Regions from separate parts of the Sus scrofa genome. Here region 1 is linked to region 2. A link is a contact called in public Hi-C data. All regions are on one chromosome and are shown on one strand. Each heading gives the region's core, a stretch centred on a gene start, on an enhancer-like site or on the middle of the called end of the contact. The rest is flanking DNA. Distances are from core to core; before and after follow the strand shown.

Region 1 (6,076 bases), core at 946-3,445, 89 kb before region 2:
GGAGTTCGAGTTGTGGCGCTGCAGAAACGAATTTGACTAGTAACCATGAGGTTGCGGATTCAATCCCTGAATTCACTCAGCGAGTTAAGATCTGGCATTGCCGTGAGCTGTGGTGTAGGTCACAGATGAGGCTCGGATGTGGAGTTTTTTTGTGGCTGTGGTGTAGGCCGGCAGCTACAGCTCCAATTCAACCCTGGCCTGGGAACCTCCATATCCTGCGGGTATGGCCCTAAAAAGAAAAGAAAAAAAAAAACACTCCTTGGCTTTGGTCAGCATGGATCAGAGAATGCCTCTCCTTGAAACATACAAAAGGGTAGAGTTCCTGTCTTCAAAGAGCTTAAAATTAAGTTTGGATTAGTACACAAAAAAGACCACACATTTATACATCCGTTAACTGGAGAGACAGCTGTTTAACCTTCATTACATCTTCAGTTATATAAACTCAGGGAATTCCCGATGTGATAAGTGCTAAAATGTGTTTCCAGAACTCTCTTGCGGCACGACAGGTTAAGAATCCCTCGTTGTCACTGCAGCGGCTTGGGTTGCTGCTGTGGCCCCAGTTTGATCCCTGGCCCAGAATGCTGAGGGTGTGGCCCAAAAGGGAGAAAAAAAAATGTGTTTCCATTACAAATCCAGCTTGAACTTTACCTTTGAAAAGTGTTAGAATAATGTATATGTCCACGTGTTAATATTCATAGAAATGAATGTAAACAGCTATTAGGCCCATGAAAACCGTCCAGTGATATGAATCAAAACAGCAAAACTACATTAACAAACATTAGGTCCTGCAGTGGCGCAGTGGGTGAAGAATCTGACTTCAGCAGCTCTGCTTGTGGAGGAGGTGCAGGTTCCATCCCCCACCAGGCACAGTAGGTTAAAGGATCAGCTTTGCCACCACTGTCTTGGCTGTGGCTGGGATTCAATCCTTGACGCCTGAACTTCCATATGCCGTGGGTGTGGTGGCCATAAAAACAAACAAACAAACAAACAAAAAAACCCACGTTAACGAATGTTATCCACTGATGTCCAGAATTCACAAAGGGTGTATTCTAAGCCAATACTAGTGAGAACGTAATTTTTTTCTCTCTGAAGAGCGGTGTGGCAGTTTATATCTTTGACCCAGCAATCCTAAAGAATAAAAACGGCAAAATAAAACACAGGAAAAAAAAAAAAACGCAAGGAGGAAGAATATTCTTTATGGGGTTATTGACAAGTAAAAGATTGTTGGAATCTTCTCTGTGTGACAGTAAGGGATGGAGTAAATCACAATTTAACGTGGTGCTAGAGAAATTTTCTCAAGTCCCTTTGAAGTTTGCAGCGAGCTGAGCCATTCTATTTTGCCAACACTTGCCCATGAGCTGGCAAACAAATATAAACAGCGTGGCCTGGTGGTGGGCGCTCGGTTTTGTGCTTACGGCCGAACTTGGGGCGGCTTTATTTACTGTGGACAATTTGCGGGAGCCGGGACATCTGAGGGGACCACAGCCTGGGGGCGCTCAACTCCCTATGGACACACTGGACCCTATCAGCCACTCTGGGGTGGAAGCTGAGGCTCAGAGGCTGCCCCGCAGCTGGTGACCTCGCCTGGAGAACTCGAGTGTCCGCCTTCCTGCTGACTTTGGTGTCCCCCTAACCAATTTGTTTACAGTTCAGAACTGTCCTGAGAGACCTCGACCCGGGAACGTGACTTCCCACAGCCACGCCCACACTGCCTCAGGGGCCGGCACCAAAGGGACGCGGGGCAGTAGGTTGGTATCCAGGGACAGCGCCCGAGGGCCACTGCAGTCCCCCGCTCGCCCAGACTTGCCGGGACCCAGAGGCGCTCTCTCGCCGCCCGTCCGATTCCAGACTCGCGGAAGCCTTGCGGGCGGCGAACGCGTCCAGGGCCGCGCTGGGATCAGCCTAGCCAAGCCCTCACCCTTGGTCCCACCCAGAGGGCGGCCTCGGCTCCACCTTGGCCCGGTCCGGGCGGCTCCGGACCCGCGGCTCGAGTGATCCCGCTCGCTCATAGGCCCGCGGCGCCACGCCCGCCCAGGCCTGGCTGGGCGCCGAGCAGGGTGGGCGGAGCCAGCGAGTTCGCGCCAAAATCGCGTAGCCGATCCCTCCCCCGCGGGGTACGTCGCGCCCTCCATTTTTTTCAAACCCTGAGCTGGGCGGGGATTGGTGGGCTGGGCACTCACGTGGTTAACGGTCGCGGGAAGCCGCGGAGCCCGAACCTGTGGCTGGACCTGCGGAGACCCCAGCCTCGGCGCCCGGGCCGCCCCTCCGCTGCCGGACAGTTCGCGCCGCTGCCGCCCCCACCATCCGCCGTCCCGAGCGTCCCGGAGCCGCAGGCCGCCGCCGCCGCCGCGCAGGCCCGCCGCCGAAGCCGCTAGGCGCGCCCAGTCGCACGTGGCGGACCCGCCCCCTGGGCCGGCAGTGTCCTGGACTCCGCGGGCCCCGATTCTCCGGTCCTTCGCCCCGGCCCTAGGGGCGCGATGAGCTTCCTGAGCCGGCAGCAGCCGCCGCCGCCCCGCCGCGCTGGGGCCTCCTGCACCTTGCGGCAGAAACTGATCTTCTCGCCCTGCAGCGACTGTGAGGAGGAGGAGGAAGAAGAGGAGGAAGAAGGCAGCGGCCACAGCACAGGGGAGGACTCGGCCTTTCAGGAGCCCGACTCGCCGCTGCCGCCTGCGCGGAGCCCCACAGAGGCCGGGCCCGAGCGCCGCCGCTCGCCCGGCCCGGCCCCCGGCAGCCCCGGGGAGCTGGAGGAGGACCTGCTGCTGCGGGGCGCCTGCTCCGGCGCCGACGCGGCGGGCGGCGGGGCCGAGGGCGACTCATGGGAGGAGGAGGGCTTCGGCTCTTCGTCGCCGGTCAAGTCCCCGGCGGCCGCCTACTTTCTGGGCAGCTCGTTCTCGCCCGTGCGCTGTGGCGGCCCGGGGGATGCGTCCCCGCGGGGCTGCGCGACGCGCAGGGCGGCCGAGGGGCCCTGCTCGCCGCTGCCCGACCACCCGGGCACCCCGCCGCACAAGACCTTCCGCAAGCTGCGGCTTTTCGACACGCCGCATACCCCCAAGGTGAGAGGACGCGGCGGCCCGAGCAGCCCGAGCCCTTGCCGGCCCAGCCTTTTAAAAAGGCCGCGGCGCTGGGAGCCGAGCGCGGCGCTGCCCGGGTTCAGTTACATAACCGCCTGGCCGCACCCCCGCTCTCTCTCCTGCGCCGCAACAAAAAAGTTGGCAGCCCCTCTTTGGGGCCCTGCCCAGCAGTTGTCCGTTAAAGATTATGTAACTGAACAATGGCCCTCGTCTGGAACTTCTTCATCTTTCAAAGGGCTGATCGGCGCCGTCCAGGTGGCTGACGATTTAACGCCCGCAGTCGGGGCCGCCCCGAGCACGGCAGCCGGGAGTGTAGCACCGATAACGTGGTTTGGAAGGATGCTCGAGTGGTGCTGGCCCGGCCACCTGACACTCCCGAGCGCCGCAGCCATCTGGTGCCTTTTAAACGCAGTGATCGGTCCTGTAATTTGGGCGGCGCACGCAGGAGTTCGGTTGAAAAAAAAAAAAAAATCATGCGCTTATCGTTTTGTGTCAGGTGGTCTTATGGGGGAAAGTTTGAGATACGGAGGGAGACTGCACTTCGACTTGGGAGAAAAGGCTGGCTTTCAAGCCTTTACAGTCTTAAAGACTCGTAAATAACTCAGGGTAGCCTTTAAGCCTCCTTACGGACAGAATATTTATTGGGTAAGCGTTTCTTTATACTCTCGAGTTTGGACTGCCCAAGTTTGGTTACCCTAAGTGTCCTGATTAGGAACATCCAACTGTTAAAAACCAGCGTTGGTGTTGTTGCCTGGACCCTCAGGCTTTCCTATGATCGATAAGGTATCTTAAAGAAATAGGTATTCAGTACCTGTTTGGCTATTGACAAGTGAGAACTGTAAAAGTAACAGCAGGTTTTAAAACGGACACTTCCCGAAATTAAGACAAGTATGGCATTTATGAGATTGATGTGGAAAAAGTACCTAAGTGAGTCAGCTTTCAGTACCGTTAGTCATAAACCTCTGGAAGATGTGTGCTATTGTGCCTTACTGTTTATTAGCCGACTTGCCCAAGGCAAGATCCCTCTGGAAGTGAGGGGAGGAGTCCTATTGAGGTGGCTCTCGAAGCCTTACTTGGATGGGGGAGGGGAGCTTTTATGGGGCTCCCTGACTGCTTTCCATTTTTAGATGGATTGAAAGGATTTGTTAACTTTTAGCCTCCAGAATGAACTTAATTTTGGTCTGCGTTCATGTTCTTTTTAGGGTTAGAGACCTATTTTACTTGGCCTTTTCAGAAAAGGTGGTTAGTATCGAGCTTCAAACTCCTAAGTTAACCACTGTTTATTTTGCTTGAAAGATAACAGAGGCTCGTGTGTTGCTTTGACCTACACATTCGGCCATGTGAAAGGCGTTTTGAAAGTTAGGTTGAGAAGGCCTCTGTAGCACTTGGGTCCTAAACATTTTTTTTTCCTCTCCTAGAGTTTGCTCTCTAAAGCTCGAGGAATTGATTCCAACTCTGTTAAACTCCGTGGTGGTTCTCTATTCATGGATACAGAAAAATCAGGAAAAAGGGAATTTGATGTTCGACAGACTCCACAAGTGAATATTAATCCTTTTACTCCAGATTCGGTGTTGCTTCATTCCTCAGGACAGTGTCGTAGAAGAAAGAGAACATACTGGAACGAGTAAGTTATTTATTATTGAACAGTTTGGTTCCTCACCCACCCAAGATTGGTTTGGTATACTTATCAAAATTTAATTTCAACTGAATGACTTGGAAGTTTATGCACTTCTCTACTACCAGCGATTCTAAAGAGAGAATGGTGGGAAGTCATCAGCTGTGGGAAAGGAGTGACGTGGAAAAGAAAGGAATAAAAAAGCCTAGATAGAGTCTAGAAATCTACTGGTGTGAAAGTGAGGCAGGCAGAGAGTTGACTTAGAAAGGCTTTAATTTTGACGTGTAGTGGTCTTGGCGTATCTTAGCAAGAACAACGTTTACATCAGCTGAGCTGTATTCTTGTGATTACAGAATTAAATGCTTTCTTTTGTTTTCATTTATTAAAATTTAATTTCACTATATCAGATAGTTTTGGATCTCTAGTCGATATATTCATCAGATAGGTTGATGGAAAAAATAATTATTTTTCAGTTCCTGTGGTGAAGACATGGAAGCCAGTGATTATGAGTTTGAAGATGAAACCAGACCTGCTAAAGTAAATAGCTTTTTCCTTTTTATTGTTTTTGAAACTTGATTTTCTACTTCTTAACAAGCTACCATATATGCATATTAAGTAAGCATTAAAACAAGATACAATGATTTTTAAATTTCACACACAGTGAAAAAAATCATTTTCATGCTTTTGTGCACATGGATATATTTTTTATTACAGAGAATTACAATTACTGAAAGCAATATGAAGTCACGGTATACAACAGAATTTCATGAGCTAGAGAAGATTGGCTCTGGAGAATTTGGTTCTGTTTTTAAATGTGTGAAGAGGCTGGATGGATGCATTTATGCCATTAAGCGATCAAAAAAGCCATTGGCTGGCTCTGTTGACGAGTATGTGTTAAATATTTTTGTCTTTTGCTTTTTTGTTCAGTATGGTGTTACAAATATTAAAGTTTTAGGTCGTCAAGCACTTAATTTATTCTCTAACATTTGAGAAGTTATAATGATTTAATCAGATCCATTTTGTGCATTAGTTCTTATTAGACTTGTAGATATAAAGAGTTTGATTTTGGAGCCAAATTTAAGTTTCTTATTTCTGGTGTCATCCATGAATTCACAGTAAATTGGGAGTTTCAGTTTTCCTGAATCCTAGGGCCAGGAAGGTTCCTTCTTTCTCAGAGTCTTCTTAATGGAAGTCTGAAAAAATCTGGTAGAGTCTTAACCTCCTCTGTCTTAAGCAAGTTATCCTTTGGCATAATGATAGATGCAGAAGTCAAGATTCTTTTATGAATTATCAGTTAAATCAGTTTAGTCTTGAATAAAAATGATTTACCATCCTGTTAATCTCAAATTTCTCCTAGGCAGAACGCTTTGAGAGAAGTATATGCTCATGC
Region 2 (5,931 bases), core at 629-3,128:
ACGAAGCCTCATATTTTCTCGTAGGTAAGCAAATGCTGGAGCTTGGATTCTGCCCTACATCTGTGTGGTAGCCAGCTTTCAAGATGGGCCCTTAGTGATTCTTGCCTTCTGATATTCTTGCTCTTTTGTAGTTCCCCTCCTACCTTAAATAGGGCTGACCTGAGTAATAAGTAGAATATTGCAGAAATAATGATAAATGACTTTTGAGGCAGGATCATAAAAGATATTGTAGCTTTCCCTTTTCTCTTTCTTGGGCCACTTGCTCTGGGAAAACCAGCTGACATGTTATAAAAACATCCAAGTTGCCTTTGCGCAGACTCATATAGGGAGGAGCGGAGGCCTTTTCCAAATGATTTCTACAGTACCAGCCTCTCCTTCAGATGACTACAGACCCATATCTGGATTGAAACCTCTAAAGAGCTCTCAAGCCAGAACCATATGGCTAAGAGGCTTTTAAATTCTGGACCTACAGAAAGTATGAGATAATGTTATTTTTTTCAGCTCCTAAATTTTGGGTTAATTGGTTATGCAGCAATAGATAATTGATAGAATCCGTTAGGTTTCAAAGCATTTCCTTCCATCATTTTGCTTTAACAGTTGCTCAGATTATGAGAATGGGCATTGTGAAAGAAGCAGGAATTTGAAAGTTCCCAATGTACTGGTCATGTGACACTTCCCCCCCCCCCAAAAAAAAAGCTTTGAAATACCTTTTTGATCCTTCCAGAAACTGAGAGAAAAGGAGGAGTGTCATCTAGTGGTTAACCTGAAACTTGAGAATTAGGAGGGTTTCTTTTTTTGTCACTACCCAGAAAAAGCTGAACTGGCATGAAGAAATTAGAGGTTAAATCATGTGTTTTTGTTGACTGGCAGACTTGAGCTGGTGTTGGGGAAGAACGATGATAGAAATTGGATTCTGGCAGAGCAAGAAAAGCCCTGACAAATCGTGAAGTGGGAAGGGCCTCTAGGACTCTCACAGTGAGAGACCCATGTCCCTTTGCATCTGCCCCTTCCCCTTAACTGGGTCACCCTTTTTCTTTGCCCCATCAAGTTCCCTTGGCCTCAAGCTCACTGAAGCAGCTCCTTCCGTTTCTGCTCTTTTCATATCACTCTTCCTTTTGATGCTCTTTTCTTTTTAATATAGTGCATATATGTGCATTTAGGAACATAAAAGAGTAAAACAAAACCAAAATTCATCTGAGAACCAGCCCGTTTTGAAAACTTTCCGTATTTGTTCTTCTCTCCATTTTTTCCAGATTTGGTCTTGCATTGGAGATGCAAGGCACTGTGCCTGGTGATTTAATCAGACTGGAGTCAGCCAGCAATAGTTATTATCCTAGGATGTGAGCCCTAGGAGAAACCTTCCAGAACATCTAAAGCACCATGCTCATTTCATACATGGAGGGAGAATTTGAAGCCTAAAGAGCTCAAGCGATCATTGTTAACAGGTATTTAAGTGAACATTAAAACGAGGAGGATGCTCTTCTAGGCATAGATAGGCTCTTTTAAAAGGTTCACCCATTCTGATTAGTAAGATGGGTGGAGTGATTTCCTGGGGTCCTTCCAGATCTGCTATTATGCAAGCACAGAAAAACACCAGGAAAGAGCAGCACTATCCACGTCAAACCCTTCTTAAATTGTCAACAGACCCTCAACAGCTGAGGGTTACGAAGAACAGGTTGCCTGACCCTCTGACTTCTAAACCCACCTTAAACCTTGTCTTTGTCACCGGAGTCCACTACACAGTAGGCATCATGAAATGTTTGCGAAACTAATGAACCAACTTCCCTCGAGGCCCTTCCCTGCTTCCCCTCCTCCCTCCCCTCCCACTAGAGGCTGTGCTTGCATTTGAGCCCTTCTCTGGGGGCTTCTGGGGTTCTTGTCTGGTCTTCTCAGACAGTGACTCCGTATCCGGGGAGGGCCCAGGGCTCTCTTTGTCACTTCTGGAAGCCGGCTGAAGCCTAGGAAGCTGCTTACCCCGACTCATATTTTTCCTCGGGGTAAGAGCTCTTGTTGGGGAGCATGCAAGCTCCGAAAATGGCCCGATCTGGTCTTGGGAACCCTGAAGGGTTGCATAGTGGCGTTTGCCGTCCGGGCTGGGAAAGAAGGCCAGGCGTTCCCAGGGTTCAGGGATAGGTAGAGCACCGGACCCCGAGCTCACACTGCGAAGCGCTATTCCCCGCGGGCGCCCAGAGGGCGGAGCCTGGCGGGGGCGAGGCCTGCCACGGTCAGGTGACTGCGCGGCGGGCGGTGGCGGCAGAGGCCAAGGGGCGTCAGACGCACTAAGTGGCTGGCGGGGCAGTTGCGGCAGCCGGGATTGCAGGATCTTGGCCATGGGGGTTTTGAAGGACGAGCTGCTCAAGGCCATCTGGCACGCTTTCACCGCACTCGACCTGGACCACAGTGGCAAGGTTTCCAAGTCCCAACTCAAGGTGGGTGCCGCCCCCCTCCTGTCCCCCATGCGCCCCTGCCCGACGCGCTCCACTACCCCCGGGTGGAAGCCGACAGGCTGGCGTGACCACAGGGAGTGGCAGGCCGGAATGCGGCCGAGTGGCCTGCTCGAGGTGGAGGGAGAAGAGACCAGGATTTGACTTTTTTTTTTTTGCGTCCCTCCTGGCTTTCGTGCTGTGCGCTCCAGCCGGTGCCTTAGTCCTTTCAGGGCTCCCCATGAGCAAGGCACTGCGGGGGTGAGGGCTCTGAGGCGCGAGCCGGGCTGCCTTTTGGAGCGGGAGGCCCGGAAAGTTTCAGACTCAGGGCGGTGGGAAGCTCCCTTAGGACACCCATCCAGAGTTTTCTTCTTACTCTGGGAGAAGAAGGGACTTACCCAAGGAGTCCGTGCAGAACCTTCGAAGGCGCACGTTCCGCCCCGGGGCAGTCCTCAAATTGGTCAGCTGCACCCCAGGCAGCCACGCAGTTCCGAGAAGGGAGAAGTGCCCCAGAGCCCGGCCCCCAGCGGCCGCCTCTTTTGGGGCGCGTTGGCGGTGGGGGACGCTTTCTGATTAATGAGGAAGACCTAGCGTCCTCATGTCTGGAACGAGTGAAGGGTGTGTCGCGTCCCTCAGGGACCCTAGTTCCGGGTGAGGAGCTCTGATCCGTTCAGCACCCTGCAAAAGCAACTGCTTTTGTAGAGCCTTTACTGTGATTGCCAAAGGGACCTTATCGTTAAGTGAGAGTATAAGGTATAAATAAAGAAATGCTTGTAAGTTGAGTAACCCCAAGCAGGGCAATCGGCACTTAGCCAGGAGAAATTGGCACCTTCTTGAAAGTGTAAAATATGGAAACGGACAAGTAGAGCCATTCATAGGCATTTTTAAATATACACATTTTGGATCTGAATGTCTGGTTTTCTTAGCCTCTTCTGGGAGTGAATTTCTGAGGATTGAATTTGCTTTATTTTGTGCAGTAATCAGGAGGTTCTTATGACTAGTGGCTTTTATGGCGGTAGGATTTAGCATTCTGCCTGTCTTTCACTCTCCTCTCTTTTTCTCATTCATAAAATCATAGTCTGGAAGGATGCATGGAGATCATCCACTTAATCTTCATTTGACTTATTTTTTTTTTAAATCAACATAAAGTTGACTTGGTGGATGGTTCCATGAATTTTAACATATATGGATTTGTATAACTACTGCCAAATCAGGGTTCCATCAGCTCCATCATCCCCTAAAGTTCCTCATGCTGCCCCCTCTTCCTCAACTGCTGAAAATCAATGCTCTGTTCTTTTTTTTTTTTCCCCCAGTGGCCAAACCTGGAGCATATGAAAGTTCCCAGGCTAGGGATTCAGTCTAAGCTGCAGCTTTGACCTATGCCATAGCTATAGCAATGCCAGATCAGTGACCTCTTCTTGATTGCTGTAGTTTTGTCCTTTCCAGGATGTTATTGAAATGGAGGCATACACAATGTAATCTTTTGACACTGGCTTCTTTTACTCAGCCCAGTGCTTTAGGAGTCACCTATGTTGTGTGTATCAATAATTCTTTTTATTGTGAAGCAGTAGTCAATTTGAATGTGCCATATTTAATCCATTCACCCTTGAAAAACATTTGTGTTTCCAGTTTTTGATGATTATGAATAGAGTTGCATTTTACTCTTTACTGTTTTTACTTTTGATTGACCTATACTACTGTGTTTAAAGTCAGTTTCTTGTAGATGGCATGTATTTGGGTCTTGTTCCACCCAAAGCCCCTCAAGGTCTTGCAAGACCCTGACCTTTCACAAATAATATTTCATTTATTAACCTTGGCTCAGAGATGTTAAACAAGCAGCCCAAGATCACACAGTCCAAGGTGGTGAAAGCAGCAGAGCCCCCCTCCCTGCTTGGGTCTTATTTTTTTAATTAATTCTGACAATCTGTCTTTTAATTGGTTTGTTTTAGACCAATTGCATCTAATTATTGCTGTGGTTAAGGCTACTGTTTTACTATTTGGTTTCTGTTTATTTTGTCTATTTTTTTATTTTTTTCCTCCTCCAATTAATGACATAAACGAAATGTTTCCTATTACTTTTGTTGTACAGGTCATCTTTGTGGCTATATATAGAAAAAGTGTCCAGAGAATTCTTTACTGCAGGTTTGGGAGGAAGTATTTAAACTCCCATCCATAGCTTTTACCCACAAGATATTAATAATGCAAGTGTGCAGTTGTGTTTTGTGTCTGTGTCTGCTTAACTGAGAGATTTGGAGTTCAGTTCGGGTTATCTTGCCAGTATTTCTGGAATTGGAAATATTAAAAAGTTTCTATTTACTTCTCTCCTTTTTGGAGTTTTGTCTCTAAAGGTCTGTGTTCCTTGACCATTGGCTAGGAGTGGAGTTTTTGCCTTAATTTGTTCATTCACTCGTTTGTTCACAAATAAACTTTTGTGTCTGCTCTGTGTGAGGTACTATGCAATTTTATCAAAAGATTAGTATTTTTTAGACTCTTGAGAGTTAATATCTCTTTGGAGAATATATCATATAACTGATTTATTAAATAGCTAACTAAAAATTACATATCCAAAATGACGTTATAATTTGTTGCTTTGGGGGGAATTCTCATTGCGGCTCAGCAGGTAATGAACCCAACTAATATTCATGAGGATGTGGGTTTGATCCCTGGCCTCATTCAGTGGGTTAAGGATCCGGCAATGCCATGAGCTGAGGTGTAGGTCACAGGTGCAGCTCGGATATAGCATTGCTCTGGCTCTGGTTTAGGTCGGCAGCTGCAGCTCTTATTCAGCCCCTAGCCTGGGAACTTCCAGATGTCACGGGTGTGGGCCTAAAAAGAAAATTAAAAAAAAAAAAAAAAGAAAGAAAGAAAAAGAATTGTTGCTTTGGGGAGTTCCCCTGGTGGCCCAGTGGGTTAAGAATCTGGCATTGTCACTGTAGCAGCATGGGTCACTGTTGTGGGGTGGTTCGATCCCTGGACCCAGAACTTCTGCGGGTATGGCCAAAAAGAAAAAAACCCCAGCATTTTGTAAAACTATATGGATATTCTAAAATACTCTTGACACTTGTCTTTTTTAAGTTTCCTTCATAATTTTTGACGCAGTGAGTGGTGACTCTTCATGTGTTAGACACTATGCCTAATTTTAAGGCAGATTTGGTAGTGAGGATGGGGGGGAAACACAAATTTTTGCCTTTAAATGGTTTAAATTTTGGTAGGTAAACTAAAAGAATAGGTAACCATTAGAGAAGTCCCTCTCTCTGTCTGTTTCTCTTTTTCTCTGTCCCTGTCTCTCTCTCTCTCTGTGTATACATGTAGATTATGTTACTCAGACCATTACCCCATCCTTTAAAAATGTAAGATCTGGTGGGAGAGATAAGAACTACAGAAATACTATTGGAAGGAAGATGTTGCATGTGACAGAAAGTAAGAGGCCATGAGACCAGACTTCTTACTGGTGGAACTACTTCATGCCAAAAAGCTTTGACATGACCTCTGAAGAAAACTAGGATGT

Evidence for each region. Hi-C and Micro-C count contacts between places; a contact is called where the count stands out from the background.
Region 1: a Hi-C map of liver shows a contact between it and region 2, with 3 times the contacts expected there. The contact joins the promoter of WEE1 here to the promoter of SWAP70 in region 2. A contact is called at or near these places in 1 of 5 promoter capture datasets (liver), 5 of 47 Hi-C or Micro-C datasets (embryonic fibroblasts, heart right ventricle, liver and 1 more) and 1 of 2 datasets of contacts at active chromatin or transcription factors (alveolar macrophages).

What each region holds. Positions count from the first base shown.
Region 1 is chr2:49,890,628-49,896,703 of Sscrofa11.1, reverse strand. It overlaps WEE1 (wee1-like protein kinase), which reads left to right and starts at 2,195. Exons shown (of 11, transcript XM_003122982.4): 1 at 2,195-3,053; 2 at 4,490-4,695; 3 at 5,160-5,223; 4 at 5,401-5,573; 5 at 6,044-6,076. The coding sequence starts at 2,478.
Region 2 is chr2:49,801,209-49,807,139 of Sscrofa11.1, reverse strand. SWAP70 (switch-associated protein 70) reads left to right here and starts at 1,878. Exons shown (of 12, transcript XM_003122981.6): 1 at 1,878-2,429. The coding sequence starts at 2,331. LOC106509419 (a long non-coding RNA gene) reads right to left here and starts at 3,888. Exons shown (of 3, transcript XR_002341577.1): 1 at 2,822-3,888.